6 separate regions of the Mus musculus genome follow, and all the other regions are linked to region 1. The links are chromatin contacts, called in public HiChIP or PLAC-seq and promoter capture Hi-C maps. All regions are on one chromosome and are shown on one strand. The core of a region is the stretch at or near the end of the contact, and the rest is flanking DNA. Distances in the headings are between cores, read along the strand shown.

Region 1 (4,765 bases), core at 1,036-3,535:
TTCAAATCCCAGCAACCACATGGTGGCTCACAACCATCCATAACGAGATCTGACTCCCTCTTCTGGAGTGTCTGAAGACAGCTAAATAAATAAATCTTAAAAAAAAGAAAGAAAGAAAGAAAGAACACAAAAAGGCCCAGAGAGTTCTCTCACCAGAGGTCACAGGCTAAACAAAGAATGAAGAGTAAGACTACAGAACCTCAGATTTCACCCACTCTCCTGCATAACTTTTCTATGGACATAAACTGAAAATTTATACTTGCAAACTTACCAAGAAGCCAGCTATCTTTGGGCATCCCAGTTTCAAACTGACTGGTTAAAGAAGACCGCTGTAGCACAGCACAGTCCTGGAGGCTACCTGGCCAGCTTGTCTCCACAGTCATCAGTGCCCCTCTGATGTCACACACCACCAGGCAGTTTAGAGAATGCAGACCCTTTCGGTTCACGTAAGAGAGGTCTTCCGCATTTGGTGCCTTGATTGCTACATGGATACAGTCAGCCACCCCTATCACCCCTGGCATCCCTGCCAATCCATAGAATTCGTCCTTTAGAGACTGTACGGCAGCTTCATCAACTGGAAAGTGAATAAACTGTGAGGCCCGTTCCACAAGGGCTTCAGTGACATTTGCAACGCAGCGACTCATAGAGGCCTGGCTAATTCCAATTGCATCTCCCATCCGAGTCTGGAAGGACCCTGAGGTATAAAACCCTAATGCTGCCAGGATCTGTGTCTCAGGGCTAATAGCCCTAGATCTCTGAGTAGGCCGAGAAAGGCTTGCCCCCAAGAGTTCCACTAAGAAGTATATGAATTGTCGGGGGAATCCATACATGGACATCAAGTATTCGTCAGTCACATCATCCAGCTTAAAACGGTCCAAGGTCCGGTGACCTCGGCCATACAGCAAGAGATCACAGTCAAGCACTGTTATTGGAATAGCCATTGCTAATGTGGAGGTCCTCTTCTATCTGCTTTTCCCGAATTTTTCCCAGCGCAGTAAGTATCAGAATTCAACAGCTAACCATCAGTTAAATGGCTCTGACATTTATAATCTTCTTTCTGTAAATGTTAATTAAAAGAAAAAAATAATTAGAAACGTGATCCAAACCATACCAAATGACTCAAAACCTACACCTTTTTCAGCCATTCACTTGTTAACTCTAGATTTATCTCCACTGACTCACTATTGTATGACAAACTTGATCTAATTTGCAGACAATAAGAGTTCAATCCCAGTGGCTCATCTACTGCCTGGCATTTCAACTGAGAACAACACATGAGAACAAACAATTTACAAGGTAAAAGAGGTCTGTGGCAACCAGGAGACAGCTGACAAGTTGAAAACACCTTAAGGGTTACTCAGAGGTTTGTTTTGCAAAGCCCTATGGCTCCACAGATGAGGGAGTGCTCAAACCAGTCCAACTAGAGATGTAGAACAAAGGGGGGGTGGGGGGGGGGGAGAAAGGAAGAAAGACAGTCTGTGGCCCTGCCTGGGGACCTACACTGTCTGCTGTAACAGGCTTTCCCTTCATCTCAAGAGACCCAAATCCCGAAGCTTTAGGCTAGAAAGGAAGGAAGAGTATAAAAGGAAGGAAAGGAGGAAAAAGCTAAGTGAACCAGGTAGGTCTGGAACACCGAGGCCACTTTTCAACCCGCTTTCAAAACAGTATTAAGGGACAAAGATGGCTCCGAGGGCACAGGGTTTGCCTGTGAAGCCTGGTGAAATAAATTAGTTGGCTATCTGAGATCCATATGGTGGAAAGAAAGAATCGTCCAACACCCTTGCCACATCACGCCCGCCTCCAAAACATAAATGTATTTAAAAAGTTTATTCCTTTAAAAGCCGTGTAAGTAAAGATGCCCCAGCCAGGAATGGGCTCACTGTACTTGGGAAGTGTAGACCAGAAGATCATGTGCGAGGCAAGCGTGGACTACGAGCACCAGTCAAAACAAAGTAAAACAAAACAAAAAGCTCCTAAGGCTGGTCCAGCCTGTAATGTTAGCATTCTGGAAACTGGGTAGCATCGCCGCGTGCTCCATGCCTGCTGGAGCTACATTACGTTCAAAGCTAACCTGAGTTACACAGCGAGACCTTGTCTCAAAAATAGTAAGATAACCAAAGTCTGGCTGCTCGACCCAGAATAACCGAACGCTGATCGCCACCTTTCCGTAGCTACCGGATTAACCGGAGCACTCTCCACCCTCGGGGCCGAAGAAGGCCCGCCTCCGGAACCCACGGCCGCACACAAGCCGCCACGGTGCGCAACAGCCGCACCTCCCCTTCCGCGTCAGCGCCCGCCCCACGCCGCGTCATCAGCACCTCGGCCACCGCGGCCTGCGCTTCGCTTCCGTACATTCTACACGAAGCCCAGTCTCCAACTCCCTAAATTCCTTCCCAAACCCTTTTTTTTCTCCTAAAAGGCTTTAAAATTAATCATATGATTTATTTCTGGAAATAAGCCGCCTTTCTTGAAGACTCTGATGTACAGAAATATTAAATAGGTCGTTTGTGGTGTAGCGAAAGTGCAGCTGAATTTAGGCAGCTGCATTTCCTCCGTAGCGCTCTACCTCCCCACCGCCTGCACTGAAGCGGATGAAAACAAACACTAAGGATGGCGGCGCCGGGCAGCGACTGGTTGCTGGCTTAGGGCGGGAGAGATCGTTTGACGTGTGAAGGGGAAGCTCTGAGAAAAACCAGTCCACACCAGTCCGACAGCTTTTTCAGTTCTGGGATCCCGGAGCCTCGTTAGCGTGAGATATCTCTCTGCGACCTGTGCTGTCACTACCGCCCGGGAGCGCGGAACCCTCTGCTGGGAGGTGCAGTTGGCCGGCCCCAGGCCCCGGCCTCCGGAATGAGAGCCCGGAGCCACTCTCTGTGCCGTAGCTTCGCAGGTACTCACTTTTGAGGGTAATAACCCCCGGATCTTTCAGCGCCCCCGAGTGGGAGGTCACTGATCTGTGTTCCCTTGGCCACCACCTTGGGGACGCCCAAGCCAAGCAACCGAGGTTCAGTTCCATAATCCCCTGATTATGTTTTCTACGAGAAGTTGGGTTGGTGTAGACCCTGTTGGCTCTTGAGGCGTCCCAACCGTTACAGACATCCCCCGAAATTTTCTTGCTACTTTATTGTCTCTTTGAGTTATGTCAAAAAGATCTATTGGAGAACATTTGTAGGGCCGTAACTCCGGTGTTGGGTATCAAGGTAGGTTAGGTAAGTTTTCAGTCAATCAAAAAAAATTTTTAATGCCAAGTATGAAGTCCTCCTGTAAGTGAGGGTGACTTGACTAGTGAAAAAGGGGACTATGTTCTTACTGGCAGTGGAATAACCTGCGAAAACCTATTCTCATTAAATCTCTGAATTAAGTGGCTAAGCACCTTCTTGGGTTGTAAATCTCTCATTCACTTTTTTCCTAGTTAATCTGCTCAATCTATCCTCAAGGTAACATTCCTTTGTTGGCTCCCCCCTCCCCACTTCGGTGGTAGCCCGTAGCCCAGGTTGGCCTTAAACTCCTGTGCTTCAGTTATCTTCTTCACTCAGCCTCCTGAGGAGCTGAGAATACCGACGCAGGCTGTCACAGGCCTAGGTTGGGATAGTTGGAAACAGGGTTCACCTATGCAGCCAGGGTTTGTTTGCCTTGAGTTACTGATCCTCCTTTCCCGGCATCGTAAGTGTTGAGATTATCTAGCATATACCATCATGTCTAGTTTTGAAATTCTCCTAATGAAATATGTATAAATTTATTTATATGTATATGTTTATATGTATACAATAATTATATATCTATACACAAACACATACGTGTTCTTACTTGAGGTTTAACCTATCACTCTGCTCAGTCTACTACAGAGCTATATTCACAACCAATTAATCTCTGCTTTTTGAGACAAGATCTTTTTGTGTATTACACTTGTTGGCCTGGAACTCACTATGTAGACTAGGCTAGTATTGAACTTGTTAGCAGTCCTATTGCCTCTGACTCCCCAGGTCTGGGCTATAGGCATGTAATACAACCAAACAACACTATCTATCTATCTGCTCTTGTAGGTTTTTGAGACAGGATATTTATATAGCCTAGGCTGGTTTTCACTTTATATAGTTTTGGGTGACCTTGAACTCCTGAATCTCTTCCTCCTGAATACTAGAAGTGTGAACTACCATACCAAACACTATAGACTGAATTTAAATCTTTTAAAGGCTTATAACTCATTAAAATTATTTTCACATTCATTTTAAATACCTGCCTGCTTTTAACTGTAGAGTGCATTGGAGCAACTTATTAGAAAAGTCTTCTGCGGGGCTGGAGAAATGGCTCAGTGGTTAAGAGCACTGACTGCTCTTCCAGAGGTCTTGAGTTCAAATCCCAGCAACCACATGGCAGCTCACAACCATCTGTAATACACCATGATGCACTCTTATGGAGTGTCTGAAGACAGCTACAGTGTACTTACATATAATAATAAATAAATCTTAGAAAAGAAAAGTCTTCTGAAGGCCATTGTAAGCAGCACAGGCAGCCTAATGTCCTTGGGCACACGAGAAGGGATGACAGTGTGAATCACCGCTACTTAGAAAAGCAACTGAATGGCCAAGTACAGTTGACTGTTAGGAAAAGTATTGGCTAAGTGAAGAATTAATAGAAGTCATAACAGGATTACAGCTTTGGAAAATGCTGCTTCCACTTCTGGTTCACAGATATATGAATAAAATGTAGAATTAAAAGACATTTTACACGCCGGGCGGTGGTGACACACGCCTTTAATTCCAGC
Region 2 (4,546 bases), core at 1,427-3,926, 610 kb after region 1:
TGACCTTCCCTGACTGGGGCACCTGGGAGCTGCCCAGCCTTTGCTTCGAATCCAGAGCATTCAGGGACACAGTGGGTAAGGCGGTGCGGGAAGTTCAGGACAGCGTGCTAACAATGAGGTAGAGAGGTCAGAGGTCAGCAGATCCAGGGCTAAAGAGAGGGTGCATACAGCCCCTTCCTCACTTCTCTTATTATCCACTGCACCGTTCCACACACACCTATGACCATGGGGGCCTGTTGCCCTCTCCCGTTCCCACCAACTCATCTTCCCCCACACGTACAAACACTCCCTGTGACACACTTATACCCAAAGCCGTGGAGACTCACTCTCACATGTCCACACACTCACTCTTGGGTTCCTGTCTCGGTCTCACACACAGGCATCCTCACCCTCTCGTGAGCCCCCCCCCCCCCCGTCTCACACAGGCCTATACATCTGCTCACACTCACAGACACCCACTGTTCTCTCACCCCCTGCAGGCACACACATATATATTGACACACACAGGCTCACATCGAGTCCCAGCCATCAGTACATTCACATGCCTTTCAGAACCAACCAGGTCCCACTCTCCAGTGCTACCTTGGGGCCCTCTGTTACCGCCTGACCCTGACTCCTCCCCTCCTGTTAGCCGCTGTCCATCTAGTCTCAAGAAGGCACAGTCCGACATGATGACTGTCATGTTGATTATTTGTTTGTACGAAGGTCACCCAGGCAGATTTTGGGGATCAAGGAACTGTCCCTTTTGCCTCCTCCCTCCACTGTCCTTTTGATGGGAGACTCCCTGCCACCATTAATTTCTCTCTTCCCTCCTCTTTGTCCTCCTCTCCTTCCTTTGTCTTTCTTCCCTTCTTTCCCCATCTTCTTTCTCCTCTGCCTCCCTCATCTCCTCCATCTCTCACTTGCTAGGCACAGGGATATGCACTCAGAGCCTTCCCGTCAGTCACTGGGCTTCTCCCCACAACCACAGAGTGTGCCCAAGGATTGCACAATAGTTACAGTGGCCTTGCTTGGTGGGCCAGGGCTGCCTTGAGAGCCGGTCCACTCAAGAGATACTTGGTTGAGGCTGGAGAGAGGCTCCTGAGGCTGGAGAGAGGGGCTAAAGAGCTGGTGTGGGAACTGGAGGTCTGGCCTGTGTCCATATCAGCAGGAAGAAGAGGTCAAGGGTCAGGGACAGTGGCTTTAATTGAGGCAGAGTGAACTTCTGGGACACCCTCCATCACCTGTGCTTGCCCCAGCACCTTTCCCGTCCCAGGCAGGAGAAGGGGATCAGGGTAAAGGAGAGAACAGTGAGATTTGGCGAGCCTGTCTTCTATCCTGTGAGGAGACCAGAAGCTGGCCCTCTTCCCTGGGTTTCCAGGCAGCACACTAGGCCTGCCCCTGTTGCAGGACACTGACTACGATGTCAGGCCTGAGGTGCTACGGAGGGCTGGAAGGGATAGAGAAGAGATCTGTCTCTAGTTCAGGAACGCTGAGTCAGGTGGGCAGGCCCTGCTCAGCTTTTCCTCACTGCCCCAACACCTCCAAGGGTAGGAGAAAGCAAGAGGGTCCTCTCTAAGGGATTCTGGGCTGCCATTCGCCCAAAGCTGTGACTGTCACTGAAAACAGGAGGAACAGGTGGGATCCTCCCACCTGCTAGTGTCCCTGTCCCTGCCCCACCTTAACTCTAGCCAGATCTTCTCACTCCAGTCCCAATCTCCGTCCCATTCTGGCCCCAGTCCATTCTTCACCCGATTTCTCATTGAGCTAAGTTCTAGCCACAATCTAACTGCAGGGTTTCTGCTCTGTTCTTCTCTTGCCCGGCCTGGCCCTAAGAAGCCAGTCTTGGTCACTGCCCAAGACTCTCAGATCCATGTAGGCCCAAAGCCCAAACACTTGGATCAACAGCCAGGCCACAAACTGAATGTTGGGGACCCACGGGTGACTTCGAGTTCTAATAGCCTTTGCCTCAGGAGCCCACAGGTCTTGAGTTGAAACCTCTCCTGTTGCCTCCAGAGACTCCTAGGCCAGTCTCCAGATCTCCTCATCCATGGCCTCTCAGGAGCCGCCCTCGCCATCTTCAACCCAGAACCCTGCCCTAGAGTTCGGCCTGCCACTGAACCCATCTATAAATAGCTGTTCAGGCCCCACCGATCACAGCCCCACCATGGGGCCAGCCGGCAACCCTCAGCCCGCCAGGGCATGCTCTAAGGAAGCCAATGGCCCCTCGCTGGGTCTCAGACCAGCAGCTCCGGGGAGGAAACACCAACTTCCCACTGATAGGGAGCCGGAGGGCATCGGGTGGGCTGGTGGGTTAGTGGGCAGATGGTCACACATCCCAAAGCCCCAGGCTGGGCTGGTAGTGAAGCCCCAGTACTCACAGGGGCGGTGAGGGAAAACCCTTCCATTTTGCACGCCTGTAACATCCAGCTGAGCTCCAGGTTGGTCAGATCCCCTGCTTCGGTGGGGATCAAGGCGGATCCCCCTCAGGACCAGGTGCCCCGTCGGGGGACTGGACGGTCGTGGGTCAGACGCAGGGCTCAGGCCTGCCCCCTGAGCTACAGGAGCCCTGGGTGAGCCCCCTCCCTTGACATTGCAGGGCCAGCACAAGTTCCTGATTTTATCGAAGGGCCTGCCACTGGGAGATAGTCCCCTTGGGGTGACATCACCGCCCCAGCCCGTTTGCATAAATCTCTTGCGCTACAGGAAGTCTCTGGCCGGCTGGGGCAGGTGGTTCTCAAAGGGCAGCCCTGGGAAGACAGGGGGCCAGGCCCCTGCCCAGAGGAAACTGGGGCTGGGAGGGAGAAAGGCTAGCACTACCATGGAAGGCTTCTGCTGCTCCGGTCGCTAGGCCTTGCTGAAGTAGTCCACTGTTCTTTTAGCCTAATAATACCGATTTCTTCTCAGTCCCCTCTGGTGGCCAAGAGTCCCCTCTTCGGGGGGTCAGAATAGCGAGAGCGTGGATCCCTAATTTTGAGGGTGAATTTGTCAGGTGGAGGACTTTGGTCCCAAGGCTGCCAGGCTTGGCTCTTCCTGTAGGCCCTGCAATATCTGCTAGATCGTCCTAAGCCAATTAGGGCCAACAGTAGACACTGGGTCTCCCACATTTTATCTCCTTTCCAGACTTCTCAAGTGGGCTTCCCTTCCAATTGGGAAGGACATTGGCTTCTGATCCCCTCCCCTCCCAGCTAAGTACCACAGCTGGTGTCAGATCCCTAAGGACATTGTTCCCAGCCCAGTTCTCCCGGTTTCTCCAACCCTTGAACGTTACGATCTAGACTTCCTCCTTTATAAACCTTCCTCGCACGTTTCTTCTTTCCTCTGTTTTCCTATCCTTGTCTCTTTCTGATTGTCTGCTCATCTCTCCAGCCCATCACACCACCCATCCGTCTACACATCTCTGTTCAACCAACTGCTCATTTCTGAGCTGCCAGTCAGCTCGTCTGCTTACCCTCGCGGTTAGCAACGTGCTCATTTAGCCACTTGTCTGTCCGTACATCAGCCCATCCATCTGCTAACAGTTTGTATTTTTATTTCTTTATCTACTATATGACCTTCTGTCAATCTGGCCACCTGTCCATCCATCCATCCATCCATCCATCTGTCCATCCATCCATCATTTGTCTACACATACATTCTTCCACCCACACATCCATCTATTCACTTAATCTATATATCCATTAATTCATTAGTCTGCCTATATCCATCCATCTCCCAGTCTACTCATCTACTTATCTATTCTCAATGCACTTTTCCATCCATCCATCCATCCATCCATCCATCCATCCATCCATCCAACCATCCATCCACCCATCCATCCACTTAACTATTAATCAGTCTACCTATTTACATATCCATCCATCCATCCATCCATCCATCCATGCATCTTCCCTATGTTAACCAAGCTCTATGCTGAGTTCTGGGAAAGTGGAAGGGTTTCCTGTCCTTCAGACATCCAGTCTAGAGAGTAGAGCAATAGTTCTTTTCCTCCACACACACCTGTCCCCCACTTCTGACTCCAAGGACACACACACCTCTAGGGAGACTGCTCGGTTGAGCAAGAACTTGTTTTGTTTTTGTCTTTTTGAGACAGTTTCTCTGTGTAGCCTTGACTGTCACGGAACTCGCTCTATACCTGCCTTTGCCTCCCGAGTGCTGGGCTTTAAAGTGTATGCCACAGTCCCCTGTCTAAGGAGAACTTCTTGGTCAATTAGCTTCCTCCTGTGTATACTTTAACCTCTTGCTTTATGTAAAAACTAGCCTGATCCCTCCATATACCCCGGTAGTTTCTTACTGCCAGCAGAAAAGGAAGGGTCCCACCATCACCTTCACCTCCATCCTCTCTTTTCTTGCAGACACACTTGGGACTCCCCAGGGGGTCCAGATCACATGTCCTCAGGGCTCCCAGGAACCTGACTCAGGCCCCTCTCTGAGGTTAGGGAAGACACAAACTCACTCTACGCCAGCAGTTGTAGTTCTTCATGTTTCCACCAAATAGGCTGAGCTCCAGGTAACTGGATTATAGGGGGAGAATGGTCTGGGATGTGAGAACCAGGCCCCAACTGTT
Region 3 (4,351 bases), core at 538-3,037, 860 kb after region 1:
AAAATATTCACTGAGCCATCGTCAAATGCCTACCTACATGGATAACTAGACAACAAAGGCAAATGCATACAGCTGGGTAATTCACTTACAAAAATAATTACAACTTAGGTCCACGTTAAATGTACAGACTCATTAGCAATATACAGAGCCATAAAAATTAATGATTGCCATTTTATTTGTACAATATATTCAGTGATTATAGTGCCAAAGGGATACTTGAGATTAAAAAAAAAAATACAGGGCAGTTTGGGCTCTACTGTTGCAATTCTTCCTTCTGAGTTAAAACCCCCTCTCTGAACTCACTGAAAGTGCAGCTTTAAAGTAGTATTTGGGAATTTCATCAACCTCCTGAGATACTTGGCAACGCACGAGGTATTGTGAAATCAGAATTTAGGATATTGGATTGTTGAGGCAAAAACACTGAATGTCACTAAAATCACTGTTCTTTGAGAACTATTGAGTAGTGAGTTCATACGTGTACTGCGAAATACTGTCAATTCTGTTCTAGACACAGATTTCACTCTGCGCTTCAACATCTACACTTATATTAGTCAACTTAGCAACAATTTGTATGAAGAACAATTTAAAAATGAAGTCCATTCTAGAGTCTTGCTTTTTTTTTTTTCTCTTTTCAGAATGGTAAACATTGAGGACAGGGATTCTAAAGCCTGCTTCCTTCCAGGACACACAATGCATGAGGTATGGCAATCCTCAATAAATGCTTAAAAATGGCCCTGATCAGCACAGGGAAAGTTAGAAGAGCAATTGAAAATACTATCACCAGCTAAAAGTAGGCCTCCTTACCCATGAATATAAATGACCACTTTAGAAATATTTTATAGCAGATTGGCAAGGGAGGCAAGAGAGACATCCGGGGTTTGATGTTACATTTAAACTCGCTAAAGTGTTTAAACAGAACTGATTTCCAGCTCTAACCAACGTGATTTTCATTGTCATGAACCACATGGGTTACTGTGAAAGCGCTCAATGGATCCTCAGGAAATCTGATTTCATTATCACTTCTCAATGCGCTCCTTGTGTATATCCGGGTATCTGGTGTTAAAATCTCTGAACGGGAATAGAAGTAGAAACAGCAAATAGAAAAACCGAGTAAGAACAATAAGATGTTGGCTTTCCTAGAATTTTAAATTTGCCCATAGATGAGTTATTTCACGTCTCGAGTTTGAGATATTTCGCTGAGGAGGAGTGAACGAGGTGAGGTGAACGCCAGTATCAGAGGGGCGACAAGAAAAGGGTTGGGAAGCCCTCGGTGGCAACCGGCCAGGATCAGGGAAAGGAAAAACAAAGTTGAGAAGAGTCACCGGCCAGGGAAGGCAAGGGTGGCAGTTGGCTGCAGAAAGGGAGCCGGCCTGCCCGGGGCGAGCCTCGGGATGTCTCCGAGAGGGGCGCGAGGCCGTGGAAGTTGTTCCTGAGGGGAGAGAAGGGCAGCATCTCGAGAGGGTGAAGGCCTGGGACGCAGAGCCAACCCAAAGGCGCAGAGGGCGGTGGCGACCTGACAGGACGCGGGCGGGGAAGGAAAGGGCGACGACTCATACCTGGATGAGCACTTTCACGTACATGAGCGGCTGGGACAGGATGGTGAGACCGGAGCCCAGGAGCACCTGACTGGCCGCGTCCGCCATGATGGCACCCGCGGACGGACGGACAGACGGAGTCACCAAGCGACACAGCCGGTTCCAGATCACGTGTCGGGGGCGCCGGCTTCACTGGCCCGCCCGCGGCGCGCCGCCCGCTTAGGCTCCGCCCACCGGCCCGCCCAAAGAAACGGCAGGCGCTCGCGAGGGGCCGCCTGGGGCGGGGCTTGTGGGAGGGACGCGCATGCGTCTGGGCGTGGGCTCCTCGCGCCTCTAGGAAAGGCGATTTCTCTTGCGCCTGCGCAAGCCGGAAGTGTCCGGAAGGAGTAGGGAGGGAATGGTAATGATGGGGTGGTGGTGGGGTGACCCTGACGGCAAAGGCAAGGTCAGCGGACTAACAACTGGAAGAACTGAGTTATACTCCTATCCTCTTTCAGGCTTTGACGACGTAAAGTTTGATGGTTGTTTTCCGTTAGAGTTGTCATGTCTAATGAACAACAGATCCTGTCTGGCTTAACAGTGAATTCTGCAGGTCCCTGATTTTGCGTTTACCATTAGCTCAGTGGTAGAGCACTTCCCGACATCCTTGCTTTCAGTCCTCAGTACTGGAAAGAAAAAGCAACTACAACAAAATGTGCCCCCTCGGGGTCAGATGTGGCGGCACAGACCCTTAATCCAGCACTTGGGAGGCAGAGGAATGTGGATATGTGAGTTCAAGGCTAATCTGGTTTACAAACTGGATACCCGGTAAACCAGGGTTACATGGTGACATACTGACCAAAAAAAAAAATTTTTTTTTCATGTCTTCTCTGACTACTCGAAATCCATTTTATCCGTATTTCCTACCCGTTGCCTTGTGACACCTGTCACTGGGAAATTGTCTTTGACAGTTGAGAGTGTCAACTCTGGGTTCAGGAACCGAGATGGCCTTTGTACACTATTTTCCCCCAGTGCCTGGCATGTACCAGTGCTCAAGATTTATTAAAGCTCAGTGCCAATCGGGCTACCCAGGCTGTTAGAGGCAAAATGAAGAAAAGGCATTGCTCCAGCTCTGGCCCCTTTGTTCTGTAGCAGACACCACTTAGTGCAAGCACTTAGTGTGTACTGCTGAGAATGAACAAGGAACCGAGTTTGGAATCTGGCTTTCCTTTTGGATCCATGTGTCACTTTCCTTTTTAAATTTTTTAGTGTTTGTATCTAAATATAAGGACAATGCAACTAACTCAGTGTATTTTTATGAACATTAAGTGAAACTGTATATATGGAGTTTTTGAGAAATTGGCTGAAATACAGAAGTTAGTCCTAATATGGCCTTCTATTCAGCCCAGAACTAGCTGATATTGGGAGGCAGTTTGTAGGTCAGGCACACGGGCTTTGAAGTCCAATGGGCCTCATCCAAAGTCTACCTCTGCCAGTTACAGTGTGACCTTATATAGGTCATCCCAACTCTTCAAAACTTTTAAGCAAATAAGTATAATAATATCCACTTCAAAACATTATCTCAAAGCAATATGGACCTAGCCTGGCATACACAACAAAAATGCAATAGTAAATGGTAGCTTTTTATTCTAAAAAAATTACATGTTGCTCTTAATTAAACACAGTTCTCAACATGACTTAGAAACAGCAAGACCATTAAGAAGGGTATTTGTGCATGGGTGGTGAAGGAAAAAAAATTCTATTTGCCTGTGAGCAATGAGAGGCTCAGAATGTCGCGGGGCTGAAGGGTTGGGCACCTGAGGATGTCCCACCACATTCCTAATGGTTCATGGCAAAAGCTACCCATGACGTTATGGGACAGAGAACTGGAGTCGGAATTATAAGTAAAGGAAGAGCACAGTTCAAACGGGCCATTTGTAAAGATGTGATATGAATGACAATCCCTGATAAGAGTTCAGTGTGGTGACCCTAGAATGGGTTACTTAGTAACTTATATTCAAGCTAGGAGGATAAGAAAAGTCAAAGGTGGGGAGGGAGGGAGAGAGAACAGCACCTTGGCATAGGCCAGCTTTGGGAAAAGAAAAGAGGGGATGGTAAGTAATGTGAAAACTTCCCAGAGGCAGAAAACAGAGCCCAGAAAAGAGAGGGGCTTACCAGCTAAACCACTCCCAGGCTGGGATAGTCTTACCTGGAAGAGGTCCACGTTTCATTTCTCAGTTTTAAAAAAAGATACACTGTAGCTGTACAGATGTTTGTGAGCCTTCATGTGGTTGTTGGGCAGGGTTTCTCTGTATAGCCCTGGCTATCCTGGAACTCACTTTGTAGATCAGGCTGGCCTCGAAGCTCACTGGGTCACTCTTATAAATTTTAGACATGGCCCTGCAGTCCCTTTCTTCTTTATGGCTCTTTTCAATTTGCTATATTACTTTAAAACTGTTTTTCCTTATCCATCATTACAAGACACTGAGGTACAAGAGTGCAAGGTTTTTCTCATTTTCTTATTGACTAGTGCCTTGTGTGCTTCTTTCTTTGCCTCTTTCCCTCTATCCTCCTCCTCTATCCTCTTCCTCCCTTCCTTCCTTCCTTCCTTCCTTCCTTCCTTCCTTCCTTCCTTCCTTCCTTCCTTCCTTCCTTCCTCTCTCCCTCCCTCCCTCCTTCCCTTCCTTCCTTCCTTCCTTCCTTCCTTCCTTCCTTCCTTCCTTCCTTCCTTCCTTCCTTTTGTTTGTTGGTAACATGGTCTCCCTATGTAGCTATGGCTGGTCTAAACTTGCTAGATAGACCAAGCAACCTTGAAAATACAGAAATCTTCCTGGCTC
Region 4 (5,058 bases), core at 2,188-4,687, 770 kb after region 1:
ATCAAATCCTATTACTTGCTGGTTTACAGAGTACAGAGCTAGCTGGGTGGTAGCACACACCTTTGATCCCAGCATTCTGAAGGCAGAGGCAAGAGGATCTCTGGGAGTTTAAGGACAGCCAGGGCTATACACAAACCCTCCCTGTCTCAGGGAGGCAGGGGGTACAGATCTATCTGTTGGGAAGACCAAAATCCCTGCACAGAGAAGCCTATGCTCTTGCTTCCTCTAGGTGAGAGCTGTCTTTCCCCCAAGGTATCCACTACTGCTACCATCTACAACCTACTTCTTATTAGAGCATACACACACACACACACACAAAGTGGACATATATACAATAGGTCTCTGTTAATTTCCTGTCTTACTCTTTCTTCTGACCCACATCTTTAAATGAGGGATTCTTCTGCTCCTATGCTGAGTGGAGGATCTACTGGCCTATCTCTTGTGAGCAGAAACTATACTACAGATCATTACTTAAAATTATTTAAAGTGTGGCTGGGAGCTGGAGAGATGGCTCAGAGAATCCGAGTCACATCTCCTACAATTTCTCTAACTCCAACTCCTGGGGGTCCCAGCATTCTCTTCTGACCCTCCTGGGCAGTATGCATGTGTTATACAAACAAGCTGATGAAACACCATATACTTAAGAATAAAACATGGCTAGTAAAGCCTACCACCTACTATTAAAGCTACATCACAGCCAGGCGTAGTGACACACTTGTTTTTCTATAACTTATGAGACGGGGCAAGAGGTCAGGAATTCAAGATGGGGGAAGGGGACAACACAACCAAGCTGATTAGGATAAGTCTACTTTGGTAAATAATAAATGCTTCTCCACCATGTACAAGACAGGCATGGTGGCATAGACCAGTAGTCCAGCACTTGGGAAACTGAGGTAGAATTACAGGGAATTTCAAGGTCAGCCTGAGCTGTAGAAAATGAAGATCCTACCCCTAGGAAAAAAAGAAAAGGATGTGGACTAGGGAAAAAACTCAGTGGAAGACAGCATGCCTATCAACTGTGGGAGGCCAAGAGCTGCATTCCCAGTAACACAAAAGAACACACACTGACAAAAGAAGGCTAAAGTGATGAAGACAAAGTTGGAAAGATGCGGCAGTATACACCGTAATCCCAGCACTTGGGATGTAGGCCAGTGAGGACTTCATAGGAAGACCCTGTCTTGGGGGGGTTGGAGGGGCCCACAGGGTAAAGTTGTACACATACACACCCATTTTAACAACAATCTCCGAAAGGTAAGATTTTTTTCCCATTTGAATTACCAGTATGTTTTATAATGAATCTGCAACTTCTGTAACAAGAAAAGTATGCAGACATCTTTAGAACATAAGTCATTCTGGCTCCAATTTTCACTATCTGCCCAGCAGCCCACAGGTACAATCATTGGTTAACTAACACTAATGGACACCAATTTCTAGAGGATTGTGGAGATTAAAACAAGGATCATAATAAAAGAATGACTTGACCAACTAGTAACCTACTGCAAAAAGATTTGAAAATTGTGTAGATTTTCTAACTTCAAGCCCAGAGCCCTTGCCATTCCATCACATCTTAAATCTGCATCATTGCTCATGATAGTGTGATAGTGTTGTGAATTTTTTTTTACAAAGGCAAAGCAAGCAAACCTTTGGTGGGAGATGTTTTAAAAGCACTTGCTATAATAACCTTGGGCAAATAAGTCACTTTCCTTTGTGAGAAAGCCAAAGCACTGAAGAAAAAAAAAAAAGCAACCCTTTCAACTGTAACAGCCCCTCTTGCTAATGGATCCTTGGGAAAAGAAAACCCAAAGGGTAAGAATGAATGAGAGGATGGAGACGTAGGCTCTGGAGCCAAGAGCCATTCTTAAGAGAAACAGGTGGTGGAGAAGAAGAAACCAAGAGAACTCATAAGCTTGCCAGCTAAAGTAACAGCTGCAAATCCCAGCTTTGCTTTACCATAAGCATGGCTTTCAATCCTCCCTAGGTCATGATCAGAAACCACACTCTCAGGCAATAAAACTACTAATATAAAAACTAGTATAGAGAGAAAAAAAAAATCAGTGCCGTTGCAGTTGGTCCATTCTAACCTCCATGATTTTCCAAGTACACTTGTTAATGCCAAAACCAAAAAGAACTCTAAGCAATTCCATCTGAAGACACCGTCATTCTAAGGATCTAAAAAGAAACAAACTGGAAAAAGTGAAAAAGTGCAATTCAAACCTCTTCAACTCAGAGACTAGAAGACAGAGAAGAGATCTTTTAAAGGTTAAGTTCCTTTTAAGTGTGTGCAAAGGGTGTTTGTAACCTCCTAACAATGCAGACATTATCAACAGAGTCTATGCTCTTTAAAACTGTTCAACAGCTTTTATATACAGCATTAACTCTGAGCACCAGAAAGAGATTCTGTTGTGCTAAACCAAGCTCTGACCAAAATCTCACACTTTCTCCCCGGAATCAGTCTCTAAACCAATGAGAAGCTCCTTAAAAAGCATATGCAATGGTCGGAGAAAATTAAAACAACATCCTGTCAGAACCACCACAACCGAGACACCACTACCGACTTTAAATCCAAAGCCTGGGACCTAGCGAAGAAGGCACCCTCCAGAGCCGTCCCCGCTCCTGGGTGCGAGATTCGAGCCCTGCTACTAGGCCTTGACTGGGCGAGCGAGCACCTGATGTGGGGGGTAGGGCGAGCCAAAGCGGCCCCAGGGCGAGAACTGCAAGAGCTCCGGAGGATCGAGAGGAGCGCTGCCTTCTAGGGGCGGGAATCTAGGACACCCCCGGGGGTGGGCACGAAGAACACGTGGGGCGACAGGGTCAGGGAAGCGGCGTCTCGGGTAGACAGCCGCGATCTCGCCCAGCGGACCCGGAGAGGAGGACTCGGGTGCGGTGCAGGAAGCAAGCCCTCGGGGCCGGGAGAGTGGAGGCAAAGGGCAAGGGAGCCGGGGCCAGGCCACGAGGAGGGCGGGTCTCCCTGGGAGCAGGGGCACGCGCCGGGCGGACGCGAATGGGCCCCCGAGTCCCGAGCAGTCCGCGGCCTGGTCCCCGGGGTGCGGGGAAGCGGGAGCGACCGCACCCGGAGGGCCCTGTGACCCGTAGCCGCCCGAACCTGACCCGCCCCGCGGCGCCTCCCTCCAGCCTCCCTCTCTTTCCCTCCCTTCATCCCGCGGCCCGTTATCCTGCGGCCGCCGCACTCACCAGCGGCTGCACCTGAGCCCGCCGCTGCCTCAGCTGCTGCCTTGCTCCTCCGCAGCCGCCGCTGCCTCGCTGCTGAGGCCGAATCCCGGGGGAGCCTCCGCGTCCCGCCGCCGCCGCCGCCTCTGCCGCTGCCGCTGCCGCCAGAGCAGAACACCCCAAAATGGCGGCACTTCCGGCACCTACCACCGGCGGGGAGGGCCGCCGCGGAGGGGGCGGGCGGCGAAGGGGAACGTACCACCGCGGCGCCGCCCGCCAGCGCCGAGCCGAGCCGAGCGCCGCGCAGGGGCGGGCGGAGGGCCGGCGCTGCAGCGCCCCCTCCGGCCGGGGAGTGAAGGAGCAGTCGCTCTGAAACCCTGGGGGCCGCGGGCGGAGCCCTCAGCCCTGGGAGCTGTAGGGGTGCATCTCTTTGTCTCAGAGCTGCACTGGAGGGAAGACCCCGGCCTGGGAATCTGAAGTTCTTGCCTCTGCGCACCGCACTAGCTGCACCTCTGGCGGGCAAGCAACGCAGCTTGGCAATGAAAAATACACATAATAAATATCGAATGAATGAATGAATGAATGAATGAATGAATGAATGAATGAATGAATGATGGGTGCTTGGCTAACACTGGACGCAGGGCACACCCTTTCTTTTTGCACATCAGCATACAGACAACTGTATCCAGGCCTTCCTTCTGATGGAATGTGTGTTGCAAGCTTTCAGAGTTAGGGAAGTGCCTGTACAGAGATGTTCAACTGCATGCATGCGCAATCTGGCAAAAATCCCTGCGGCACCAGAAAGCTCTTAAGTATTCTATTAAGAGACTACCCAGTCCAAACCTACTCTTCTTGGGAAAAAAAATAACAATTAAAACACTTTTTACGAATCCAGCACCCCCTTTTAGGATTCGGTATTCCTAACCTGCATCTAGCTGGATTCACGCATTAAGTGTGTTGTTTATTACACAAAGTCAGTGAAATGTGAGACAATGAAATGCAGATTGAGAAAACTTAGTTCTGGGAGGTCAGGGCTCCATCAATTTACAAATTACTCATGAGTTGGCAATTATTTCTCTTTATCACTTAGCTTCCTAAAGCAAAATATATATCCACAAATGCCGGTTATACCCTACCCTACCCTACCACACTCACTAAGGCAGCCCCCACCCCTGCCCCAAGCAGCAGCCAAGAGTTTTCCCCTGTGCTAGAGGCACAAACAATCATGTAGATCAAAACAATTAGCCCCTAGGTTGTTCATTATCAAATTACCTAAATTGTACTGTAAAGCTTTGGTTGTTTTTTGTTTTTTTTTTTTTTTGTTTGTTTTGTTTTTTTGAGAGTTTCTCTGTGTAGCTCTGGCTGTCTTAGAACTCCCTCTTGTTACTGAGACTGACCTCAAACTCACTTGGTGATCCGCCTGCCTCTGCCTCCCCTAAATGCTGGGATTAAAGGCGTGTATCGCCACACCCGGCCTGTTCGTTCCAATTTTCAAATTGGTTTTCTACCTTCTTGTTGTTGATTGATGGGAATGGAGTTAGAGATGTAACTTGAATTAGTTGCATATAGATGGATACGTTAGGAAAAATTAGAGTGGTTATGAAAGATGGAACACTGGTATTTTTAACTAGTTCTTGAATAAGACTCTTGGCAAAAAAAATAACTGTTAGGAGAAAAAATTAGTCCTGCTGGTAATGGAAGATTTCTAAGAGTCGTTAGGGTTACTGCAGAGAATTTATTTCATTGGAGGGATAATGATGAAAATAATGTTTGCGTTGTTAGGGTCTGAGAATTTGGGAATAATCCACTATGAAAACCAAGTTTTGAGCCAGCAAAATGTTTCTTTATTCAACTTTATTCAAAGGCTGATATATCAGGGAGACGGCGGGG
Region 5 (4,897 bases), core at 1,869-4,368, 690 kb before region 1:
GAAGCCTGGGGTCAGACTCGCCTCTCCAGCTGTCTAGTACATCTGACAGGCTTCTTTTTGAGATGGCCTCAGGTTTTCTCAGCAGAGAGCTGCCTTTAGTCCAACTGTTTGTGTCCATCATTCTGACTAGAAGCATCCTATGATTGATCGGGTGAAGAAACAGGGCACCTGTGATGTCCATGTTTAGAGTTCTGGGGTGTAACCTCCCTGCTCCTTAGCCCAGGCCAAGAGGAAGGAGCCAAACCGCCTTGCTGGCGAGAAGGTAGAGTGGGCCTGAAAAACCAGTCTCAGGAGCAAAGGCTAATTCTGCGTCCAGGATTTAGTTTGCAACATCTTCAGCTGTGGGGACAATGGCCTTCTCCGCTTTTTTTGATGATGGTTCTCTTCACAAGGTATAAGTTGGCAAGATCATCTGTCCCCCCACCTCCTTGACAAGCTGGCCCATTCCCAGGCCAGCCTTCCAATGCAAGGAGCAGTCTACACCCACAGCTGAGATAGAGTGGCCTGGAGCCTTGGGGTGACTTCATGCCTCTTTTTGCCTAGCCTGAGTGGCCCTGAGGACTGTCACAGAACAGTGCCCCATGTCCTCCTCCTGGGACCTAGCATGGGGAAGAGATGGTTGCAGGCAAGAAGCACTTTACAGAGTTCCCTATTGCTGGGAAGGTTGTGTTTCTCCCACAGTTTGTTTGTGAATATTTACCTGTTTTATAAATGTCTGATCCTGTCTGAGTAAAACTGTGTTGTGTAATCTATCTTGTGGGAGGTCTGGGACCTGGGCTCCTGAGGCTGAACCTAAGTAAAGCTTTAAGGCAAGCCGTGTTGGGCTTGTTGGAGTGAGGAGTCTTATTCTCCCTTGGATAGAGGAGACTGTAAACTACTGTGGTATGCTAGCAACAAAAGTCAGCCCAAACCACACAGGGTACCAAGATCAGTTCCTGCGTGCCACCTCTCAGTAGTACTGAGTAGCCTGTTGAGATCCAGAGTACTGCGTCCATTCTTTATAATGTGCTAAGAAGGTATGTGTGCCCTCTAGACACAGTTAAGGAAGCTACTGCCAAGCCTGAGGCCTGGATGCTGGCCCTGTCTTGTACCATCTGGCCAGAATGCCGTGCACATGGGTGTTCCTGGTGCGAGAGGGGCTCATGCAAAGCCAAAGAAAATCACAGTCTGCTCTATAAACAGAAGGAGAGCTTTACTCTAGGGCACATCTCATTCCTGGCTCTGCCTCCAAGCTTCTGCTGGCCTACTTTCTACTAAGACTGGCCTCCCTCTCTGGGCTTCTCATGTAGCTTTGGCGTGGCTGGAGAAGCTGAGATACCTTTGTTCTTGAGCAGAGGTTCTATGAGAGGGAACTGTCCTACATACTCACACACTTCTGACCTCCTGGGGATGCTGCCCAGTGGAGACAAGCACACATTAACCATGCTAATCAGGCATGGCTGCTTTCCTGGGAGGGAGGGAGGGAGGGAGGGAGGGAGGGAGGGAGGGAGGAAGGTGCCTTAACAGCAGATGGTTTGGGCAGGGCCTCCTGTGAGAGGCCTGAGCCAGAGCAGAGAGTTAAAGTGACCAAACCTTTACCTCTTGAAGCATCAGTGGCAGGGAGGGGAGAGGCAGCCAAGGCCTCTGGCTTTAGGTTCTGGAGTGTTCTCAGGGCTGAAGCAGGGAGATTGAGTACTACAAGGTAGGTGCCTACGCTTCTTGCTGGAAAGGGGAAGGAGGCAATCAAGTTTGCACAGACTGTAGAACATTGGTCTGTCCTGCTCCATTTATGTGAAGGGCAGGGTCTGTGGCCAGAGGTGACCTGGCAGGGAGGCTCTCTGAGCCACCAAAAACGGGGACTCGAGTCTTGGTAAACGGTGTTGTGTGAGAAAACCCAATAGAGAACCAGGAAGAAAGCACAGCTAGACCCAGAGTGGGTGCAAGGAACAGAAGCAACCACAAAGCTCTCAAGAATCCGGCCCTGGGGATGAGGAAGGTCCTAGGCCTTAGGGTAGGAGAAGCCAGTTCAGGACTGTGTGAGTGCAAAAGGGGTGCTAGATAGAAAACGCAGTGGGAAGACAGGTGCTGAGAACTGGGCACAGGAGTTCACACTAATCCCCCAGTTTAGCAGGAGACTCAAGAAGATTGTCATCAGTTCTTAGTCAGCTGAGGCTACATGGTAACTTCCAGGACAAACTGGAAATGAAAGAAAAACAAGTGATGGGGTAGTCCTGGCATACAGAGGCTTCACAGGGCTAAGAAACCAAAAGCATCACTCAGGTTATCAGGGGTGGTCAGGGCTCAAGGGGGTCTTTGCTGAAGGAGGCAGAGGCAGGAGGATCACGAGTTGGAGGCCAGCTTGGGCTACACATTTTTAGGCCGGGCATGGTGGCGCACGCCTTTAATCCCAGCACTTGGGAGGCAGAGGCAGGCGGATTTCTGAGTTCGAGGCCAGCCTGGTCTACAGAGTGAGTTCCAGGGCTATACAGAGAAACCCTGTCTCAAAAATCAAAACAAAACTAAAGGGTGGGTCTTGATAGAGGTGGCCTTCAGAGATTTCTGCGGGAGGTGATCCCAGTGCACAGGTGGGTGTTCCCAGCTCCCAGGGACAAGTATTTCTATCGTTTTTCTTCCTCCCCATGCTCATGGAGGGCTCATATTCCATTTCACACATGGGAAAGACAAGCCTTGGAACTATGAGGTCACTAATGCAATTCTCCACTGCCTGTTCACTTGTGGAACCAAGCTGTGGTCTTAGGTCACCTGGCCCCATAGCTGACTGCTCTTGGACCCCACTCCACCACCATCTCTCCTTTCTCAGCCATCTTCTGTAACCCTTTTCCTACCCCAGTTGCTGTGGAAGGCCAAAGACGGACTTGGGGAGCAGGATCTTGCCATCCGCTGATGCCCTCGATCTAGGTCCAGCTCTGAGGAGAGCAAAGCTTTGCCAGTGCTTGGAATGTCCCTGGGATGTGTAGGGAGGCCGAGGGGACCCAGGGCCACGGGATCGAAGCGTCAGCACTTCGGAGAGCGCCGGGGCGGGGCGGGGCGGGGGCGGGGCCACAAGACCCCAGCCGGCCCGGGGGCGCGCGCGGGGCGCTCTCGCGGGGGCCGCAGGCGAAGCGGCGCGCTGTCCGGAGCCGCGCCCGCCCCAGCTCAGTCCGAACCCCGCGGCGGCGGCGGCCTCCTCCACGCGCCTCCGCTGCTGCCGCCGCCGCCGCCGCCGCCGCCTCCCGCGCCGCTCTCCGCCCGGATGGCCAGGGCTGCACCCCGGAATGGCGGAGCGAGAGAGCGGCCTGGGCGGGGGCGCCGCGTCCCCACCGGCCGCTTCCCCATTCCTGGGACTGCACATCGCGTCGCCTCCCAATTTCAGGTAAGGATCGAGGCCCGGAACCTCGGGATCCTTGGAGACCCTGAGGGCGGCGTCCTTTCCCGGCCGAGCCCCCAGCCCCCACAACCTCCAGTCCAGGTTGGTGGCCACCGCGTGGCCCCCCGCAGCTCCTTCTGCCATTCCGTGTCATGGGGTGGGGTGATTGAGGTGGATCTGGGGCAGGAACCTGGGAGGTCGCCTTTCCCCTCCACCTTGGCGGGAGTGGGTCTGGGGTTTGGATGGAATTCCCGGTGCAGCAATCCGCCCAGACTTTATCCTGCCGCGTTCAAGGTATCTAACCCAAGGTGGAAGTAGGCTAAGGGGTTGGGGGCCCAGAGGCCCCAATTCAAAACCCTTGGTCCTTTAAGAAGAGTCGTGAACCCCTCTCCCAGCTAGCTTGGCCAGATGGGTCAGATTGCTAGGCGATCTTGGACAGGGTCTTCTGAATTTGGGCAGCTCCCTGGTCAGTTGTATCTCAGGACAGGTGCAGAAGGATTGGCCTCAACCAGTGAAACCCAATTTGCTTGAGGGAGGGGAATCTGCCTGTGGATATCCAGGGATACTGTTGGGGGGTCCCCACTGTGTAAAGACTCAGGACACCGAACTGAGCTCCTCTTTGACCCACCCCTCCATCTGATGTTAGACCAGGTGAATGAATTTCAGAGATGTAAGGCATGATGTGTTGAACCGGTGACTGTCCTCTCTTCACCTTTTCACACACATACACACATACACACACACACACACACACACACACACACACACACACACACACACAGAGAGAGAGAGAGAGAGAGAGAGAGAGAGTGACGAAGAAGAGAAGGGTGTCACTGCTCCAGAATGTAGAAGCTGAGACATACCTCATTGTTTCCCCATCAGGAGCAGGCGCCTTTCTCTCTCCTGGGACCCTTGCTCCAGCCAGGCCCCAGCTGGGCTCTGGCGCCAAGTTGTCATCTATTGAAGGGGTCTCTAGCTCCCAGGTCCTCAGGTGGGCAGACACACACACACACACACACACACACACACACACAGACACACACACACACACACACACACACACACACACACACACACACACACACACGATCTTAAATGGTATGATCAGGCCCTGAATCCTCCAAGGAGGCCCTAAACCCAGCTGAGAGAACCAGAAGGAGGGGGCCAGAGGATGGTTCCAAACCTGAGGAAAGCCTCCAGGCTAATGCTTCAGATTCTCCCTGGTAGGTCAGGCCTTTGCAGGGGAAGAGAATTAGCTGCGAGGGACAGAGGTTCGAATCCTGTTTCCACTGCTTCCTCGCTGCCTGATCCAAGCTTGCTTTTGTCTTTGGTCTCATCTGTGGAGTGGGTTAATTAATATTGATTCCTGCCTGGGAAGGAGACAGTATGCACCAAGTCACTGTTCAACAGGTAGCCGGCCACACTGGCAGAAATCTGTACAGCTTGTTTCTGTCAAAGTGTTTCTCCAGGGTAGTTCACTGAACCTTCACAACCATCCTGAGGGCCCACCCTAATCTGCCCTTTGCTGAGCTGAGGCGATGGAAGATAAGG
Region 6 (4,820 bases), core at 1,269-3,768, 970 kb after region 1:
ATAAATCTCAAAAACAAACAAACAGCCTTTCTCGCCCTCCCGCCCCCCCCCCCCCCCCGCCATCTTGGCGGCTGGTGTTGGTTGGGGGTTGTCCCGCACGTAAGGCAGGAAGATGGTGGCTGCAAAGAAGATGAAAAAGTCTCTGGAGTCGATCAACTCTAGGCTCCAACTTGTTATGAAAAGTGGGAAGTATGTGCTGGGCTACAGACAGACTCTGAAGATGATCAAACAAGGCAAAGCCAAGTTGGTTATCCTTGCCAACAACTGTCCAGCTTTGAGGAAATCTGAAATAGAGTACTATGCCATGTTGGCTAAAACTGGGGTCCATCACTACAGTGGCAATAATATTGAACTGGGCATAGCGCGGGGAAAATACTACAGAGTATGCACACTGGCTATCATTGACCCAGGTGATTCTGATATTATTAGAAGCATGCCAGAACAGACTGGTGAGAAGTAAACAAGAAAGTTTTCCTTTAATAAAACTTTGCCAGAGCTCCTTTTGAAAAAACAACAAACAAACAAACAAACAAACAAACAAAACACAAAAGGACCAAAAAGCCGGCAGGGAGATGACTCCCTTTGTAAAATGCTTAAGGACTTGCATTCGGAGCCCTCATAGCCATGTTTTGGCAGAGTATGAAGCACACTCATCTGTAACCAGCGCTGGGGGTGAAGTGGAGTGGTCAAGACAAGTGGACTGGAGGAGAAGAGGTGTCTGTGCAGTCCATCTACCTGAACAGTTAAAAGTTCGGGTTCACACCGGGCGTGGTGGCCCACGCCTTTAATCCCAGCACTTGGGAGGCAGAGGCAAGCGAATTTCTGAGTTCAAGGCCGGCCTGGTCTACAAAGTTCCAGGACAGTCAGGGATATACACAGAAACCCTGTCTCGAACTGCCCCCCCCCCCCAAAAAAAGTTTGGGTTCACTTGAGACACTCTCAAAAAATAGATAAACAAGTTATGTGGCCCAGCCTTAGAAGCACGAATGTGTGTCTGCAGCCATAAATAAACTTTCATGTTACTTAAAAGTTTATACACAGCAAGCCCTCAGGAAAGATTTATTTATTTTTTGTTAATCCATTTTTGTAAGCCAAGAGTGGAACCCAGAGTTTTGCATCTCACCACTGATATGCAACCCCAATCCTAGAAAAGCTTCAACGACTTTTTATGAGAAATAATAAATTAGCAACATTTAACCATCCAACAACCCAGCTGCACACTTTTATCTTTCAACTTAATAAAAGATATTTTAAGGGAAAGGCAAAAACAACAACAAAAATCTCTACCTGTTGCCTTGACGGCTGTCGGTCTGGTGGTCATGACTGGTGTTGGAGGGTTCTGAACAACGTTGGGGACCTCCACCACCACTTCTTGTTCATCTGTATTTGGAATGCACAAAAGGAAGCTGCAGTCAGTCAGTGGGCCAGGGTCCAAAGCTTGACCTTCAGCCTGAATCAACTTATAAAACCAGCGTGTATCACTGATGCAAACTAAGAAGACAAAAAACAAGCTGATCTACCCTTCCATTCATTTAGTGGTAGCGACAGTAAGAACGTGAACACTATGAAAATGGCACCTGCAATACTTAACAATTAACATGCATAAATACTTCTGCACGTTTCCACACGTTATGTACATCCTATTAATCTGATTCTTAATGTTTGATACAGTATAGCTTCTCCGGCATCTACTCCATGCAATTGTTACCCTAAACCCAAACACAATTCCAGAAAAGCCCACACACAGGTTTTGTCACTTTCCCTTAAGTCTGGGGTTACCGATGCTTTGTCTAGCATAAGAAAAAAATATGGGTTTGTTCACTTCTAAAGAGTGGTGTCTCCATTTCAACAAAAACGAAACCAAGCGTGACAAGTAGAGAAGGCCAGGTTCAACCGCCTCAAGGCTCGCACGTGGAAATTGCCCTCCACCTTCTGCGTTATTAAGATCGAAGGGAGTCATCTAGGAGACATTTGGGGTCCCAAGCCTCGGTGGACGGCACAGGTTCCGGGGAGAAACCCCTGCACCGCAAAGGCGCCTCAGATGAGTCCGGGCCCGGCCTTCCGCCTCCCAGAGTCCCCGACCGCCGTCCCGCGGGCCCCAGATCGCTGGCAGCCGAGGTGTACCTCGCCCGCCAGGGTTTCTCTTCTTCACCGGGTCCGAAGAGACACCCGGGAACCTAGGCCGCAAGCCCCGTGCTCGAGTTTCAGACGTCCCAAATAAAAGCAGGGCTCCTCTCGCGCGCCCTTACCTTCTGAAGGCGAGTCCTCTGGGGCAGCGGAGGCAGGCACCGCGGGCGACGTCGCGGCCGCCGCCGTCGCTGCTGCCGGCGCTGACTGGCTTGTCGCCGCCGCAGTCGAATCTGCCTCGGGATCCGGATCGGGGTCGGGATCCCGGCCCGGGGTGCTGCTCCGAGGACCCGGTGGAGAGAGCTGCAGGATAGGCCTGCGGCCGGGTACCGCCCGGGACTTCTTCCCCATCATGAGCCGGAGCGCGAGCAGCGAACGACGGCAGATTAGTGGGGCGGGCGCACAGCGCCCCGGTGCGTAATCAATATTCATGAACCGTGGCACCGCCTCCCGAGGAGATCCGCTTTTAACCGGCGCGGTGCACTTGCGCATGCGGCCTGCGCCCCGGTGCTTTTACGCACGTTCCGCTCCATCCATGGTGGGTGGGCTTTGTTCAGGGAAAAGGCGATTGGCTGTTTTGACTTGAGACGGACTCGGTAGCCAATAGCAAAGGGAAAAGACAGGACTTCGCGCCAATAGTGCGGAAGGGCCCGCGGTGTGTGCGACTTCCTTAGACTGGGGTTGCACCATGCGCTGTTAGCCAAGTCTTTTCTTTAGGGCTTTGTCCGCCATCTTGTAGCTATTTTCAGCTGCTTATTGCTGTTTGTCTTTGAGGAAGATAAAGATACATTGCACCCTTCTGCAAGTTCTCTTGGTTATTGTAGCTTCTTTGGGGTATAGTATTAAACAATGATGATGCTGGGTGTTTATACATCGGTAGGCTTTTTCTGTTTTGTTTTGGTTTTGTTTTTGATTTTCGAGACAGGGTTTCTCTGTGTAGCCCTGGTTGTCCTGGAACTCACTTTGTAGACCAGGCTGGCCTGGAACTCAGAAATCCGCCTGCCTCTGCTTCCCAAGTGATGGGTTTACGGTAGGCTCTCTCCCCACTTTCTTGCTCCAGCCCCGCTCGCCCCAACCCAAAGGTTTATTTATTTATTAAATGTAAGTAAACTGTAGCTGTGATACACAAGAGGGTATCAGATCTCATTACAGATGGTTGTGAGCCACCATGTAGTTGCTCGGATTTGAACTCAGGACCTTTGGAAGAGCAGTCAGTGCTCTTAACCGCTGAGCCATTTCTCCAGCCCCAGTAGGCTCTTTAAAACGAAATACGACGTGATTAGTAGGGAAAATGACTGGACCTTGGAAACAGTCAAACTGTTCATATGGGATACCGAAGCCTTACCTCATCCTACTTCTGTAAACACTACTTTTTTGCCCTACCTCCAACTCCTCCACCTTGAGGCTGAGCTCTTTACATTTTGAGTCTTCCTTGTTCCCCATTCCTAGAGTCAGGTGACATCCTGAGTCATTAATGTTCTCCCCAGAGATAGTTACCACGCAAGATAATGCTGATTTTCTCCAGGACCCACTCCTTCCACCCATCCCTGATTGCTTCTAGACTAATGACAGCAGGCCAGAAGATGAGAAATAATGCCTAAAGATGGTGCACTGTACTCCTGGAGAGCTACTGAAGTGTTCTAATAACACTGGAAGTAGTTGTCATGGTTCATGTCTATAATTTCAGTGGAGACAGAGGTAGGAAGATTTCAAGTGAGTCTAGCCAGGTATGCATATTACCAGAGCTTACAAAGTGAGATCTTGTCTCAAAGATAACAATAATAACAATAAATTAATAAAATAATAATAATACAAGGAGAAATCTGGGGAAGATGTATGAGAATGGATGTTAAAGAGGGAGTATAAGAGGCAGGAGGATTTCTGAGTTCGAGGCCAACCTGGTCTATAGAGTGAGTTCTAGGACAGTCAGGGCTACACAGAGAAACCCTGTCTCGAAAAACCAAAAAAACAAAAAACAAAAAAGAAACCCTGTCTCAAAAAACAAACAACAAGCCAGGCAGTGGTGGCACATGCCTTTATTCCCAGCACTTGGGAGGCAGAGGCAGGCGGATTTCTGAGTTCCAGGACAGCCTGGTCTACAAAGTGAATTCCAGGACAGCCAGGGCTATACAGAGAAACCCTGTCTCGAGGAGAAAAAAAAAAAAAAGAGCAAGAATAATAGGCCAGGCAAGTGGATCTCCGAGTTCCACTAGAGTTAGGGCTACATAGTGAGACCCAGTCTCAAAACAAAAATATCTGGGGTTAGAGAGATTGCTCTGAGGACCTTCAGTTCCCAGTACCCACATGGTGATTCACAACTGTAACTCCTGTGCCAGGAGATCTGTAGCCCTGTTCGGGCCTCTGGCACCAACTATGCTTATGGTGTACATACATATGTGCATTTGAAAGATGTACACACAAAATAAAAATAAGTAAAACCTATGTACACTGGGAGAGTTGAGAAACCATACCGTCATCAGAATTTTGCAAAATACACTAGATTTTCAAAACCCCGGCATCACTGAAGAGCTCCTTCTTTGTAGGCCAGACATCACAGGAGAGATACAGCAGCTTACTTGGAAAGCTAAAAAAGAAAAAAATGGATCCTGGGATGGCAGGGGCTAAATGGGCATGGATACAGATTTTGTAGTAGCACAGAATACACTCAGTAGACTGAGTCCGGGAGGCTTATG

The links. Promoter capture Hi-C pulls out the DNA fragments that hold promoters and counts their contacts. HiChIP or PLAC-seq counts read pairs in DNA pulled down with a chosen protein or histone mark. Capture Hi-C pulls out chosen DNA fragments and counts their contacts.
Region 2: a contact with region 1 is called in a promoter capture Hi-C map of adipose tissue. The contact joins the promoter of Spi1 here to the promoter of Harbi1 in region 1. A contact is called at or near these places in 1 of 39 promoter capture datasets (liver), 3 of 115 datasets of contacts at active chromatin or transcription factors (bone marrow-derived dendritic cells, bone marrow-derived macrophages and microglia) and 1 of 9 other capture datasets (adipose tissue).
Region 3: a promoter capture Hi-C map of adipose tissue shows a contact between it and region 1, with 2.4 times the contacts expected there. The contact joins the promoter of Mtch2 here to the promoter of Harbi1 in region 1. A contact is called at or near these places in 2 of 39 promoter capture datasets (liver and pre-B cells), 1 of 115 datasets of contacts at active chromatin or transcription factors (double positive thymocytes) and 1 of 9 other capture datasets (adipose tissue).
Region 4: a contact with region 1 is called in a promoter capture Hi-C map of pre-B cells, with 4 times the contacts expected there. The contact joins the promoter of Celf1 here to the promoter of Harbi1 in region 1. A contact is called at or near these places in 6 of 39 promoter capture datasets (the C10 cell line, erythroid cells, liver and 3 more), 3 of 115 datasets of contacts at active chromatin or transcription factors (astrocytes, double positive thymocytes and microglia) and 1 of 9 other capture datasets (adipose tissue).
Region 5: a contact with region 1 is called in an H3K27ac HiChIP or PLAC-seq map of thymic regulatory T cells, with 5 times the contacts expected there. The contact joins the promoter of Mapk8ip1 here to the promoter of Harbi1 in region 1. A contact is called at or near these places in 5 of 39 promoter capture datasets (cranial neural crest, liver, pre-B cells and 1 more) and 5 of 115 datasets of contacts at active chromatin or transcription factors (craniofacial prominence, embryonic stem cells, epiblast stem cells and 2 more).
Region 6: a contact with region 1 is called in a promoter capture Hi-C map of liver, with 3 times the contacts expected there. The contact joins the promoter of Fnbp4 here to the promoter of Harbi1 in region 1. A contact is called at or near these places in 1 of 39 promoter capture datasets (pre-B cells), 2 of 115 datasets of contacts at active chromatin or transcription factors (bone marrow-derived macrophages and microglia) and 2 of 9 other capture datasets (adipose tissue and liver).

What each region holds. Positions count from the first base shown.
Region 1 is chr2:91,708,372-91,713,136 of GRCm38.p6, reverse strand. Harbi1 (harbinger transposase derived 1) reads right to left here and starts at 2,285. Exons shown (of 3, transcript NM_178724.5): 1 at 1,886-2,285; 2 at 272-1,057. The coding sequence starts at 941. It overlaps Atg13 (autophagy related 13), which reads left to right and starts at 2,545. Exons shown (of 17, transcript NM_001355419.1): 1 at 2,545-2,890.
Region 2 is chr2:91,094,808-91,099,353 of GRCm38.p6, reverse strand. It overlaps Spi1 (spleen focus forming virus (SFFV) proviral integration oncogene), which reads right to left and starts at 2,676. Exons shown (of 5, transcript NM_011355.2): 1 at 2,361-2,676. The coding sequence starts at 2,405.
Region 3 is chr2:90,844,591-90,848,941 of GRCm38.p6, reverse strand. Mtch2 (mitochondrial carrier 2) reads right to left here and starts at 1,787. Exons shown (of 13, transcript NM_019758.3): 1 at 1,557-1,787. The coding sequence starts at 1,643.
Region 4 is chr2:90,938,776-90,943,833 of GRCm38.p6, reverse strand. Celf1 (CUGBP, Elav-like family member 1) reads right to left here and starts at 3,437. Exons shown (of 14, transcript NM_198683.2): 1 at 3,193-3,437.
Region 5 is chr2:92,399,484-92,404,380 of GRCm38.p6, reverse strand. Mapk8ip1 (mitogen-activated protein kinase 8 interacting protein 1) reads left to right here and starts at 3,118. Exons shown (of 12, transcript NM_011162.5): 1 at 3,118-3,352. The coding sequence starts at 3,255. It overlaps Cry2 (cryptochrome 2 (photolyase-like)), which reads left to right. Exons shown (of 12, transcript NM_009963.4): 12 at 1-735.
Region 6 is chr2:90,743,256-90,748,075 of GRCm38.p6, reverse strand. Fnbp4 (formin binding protein 4) reads right to left here and starts at 2,518. Exons shown (of 17, transcript NM_018828.3): 1 at 2,250-2,518; 2 at 1,288-1,380. The coding sequence starts at 2,478. It also overlaps the pseudogene Rpl30-ps3.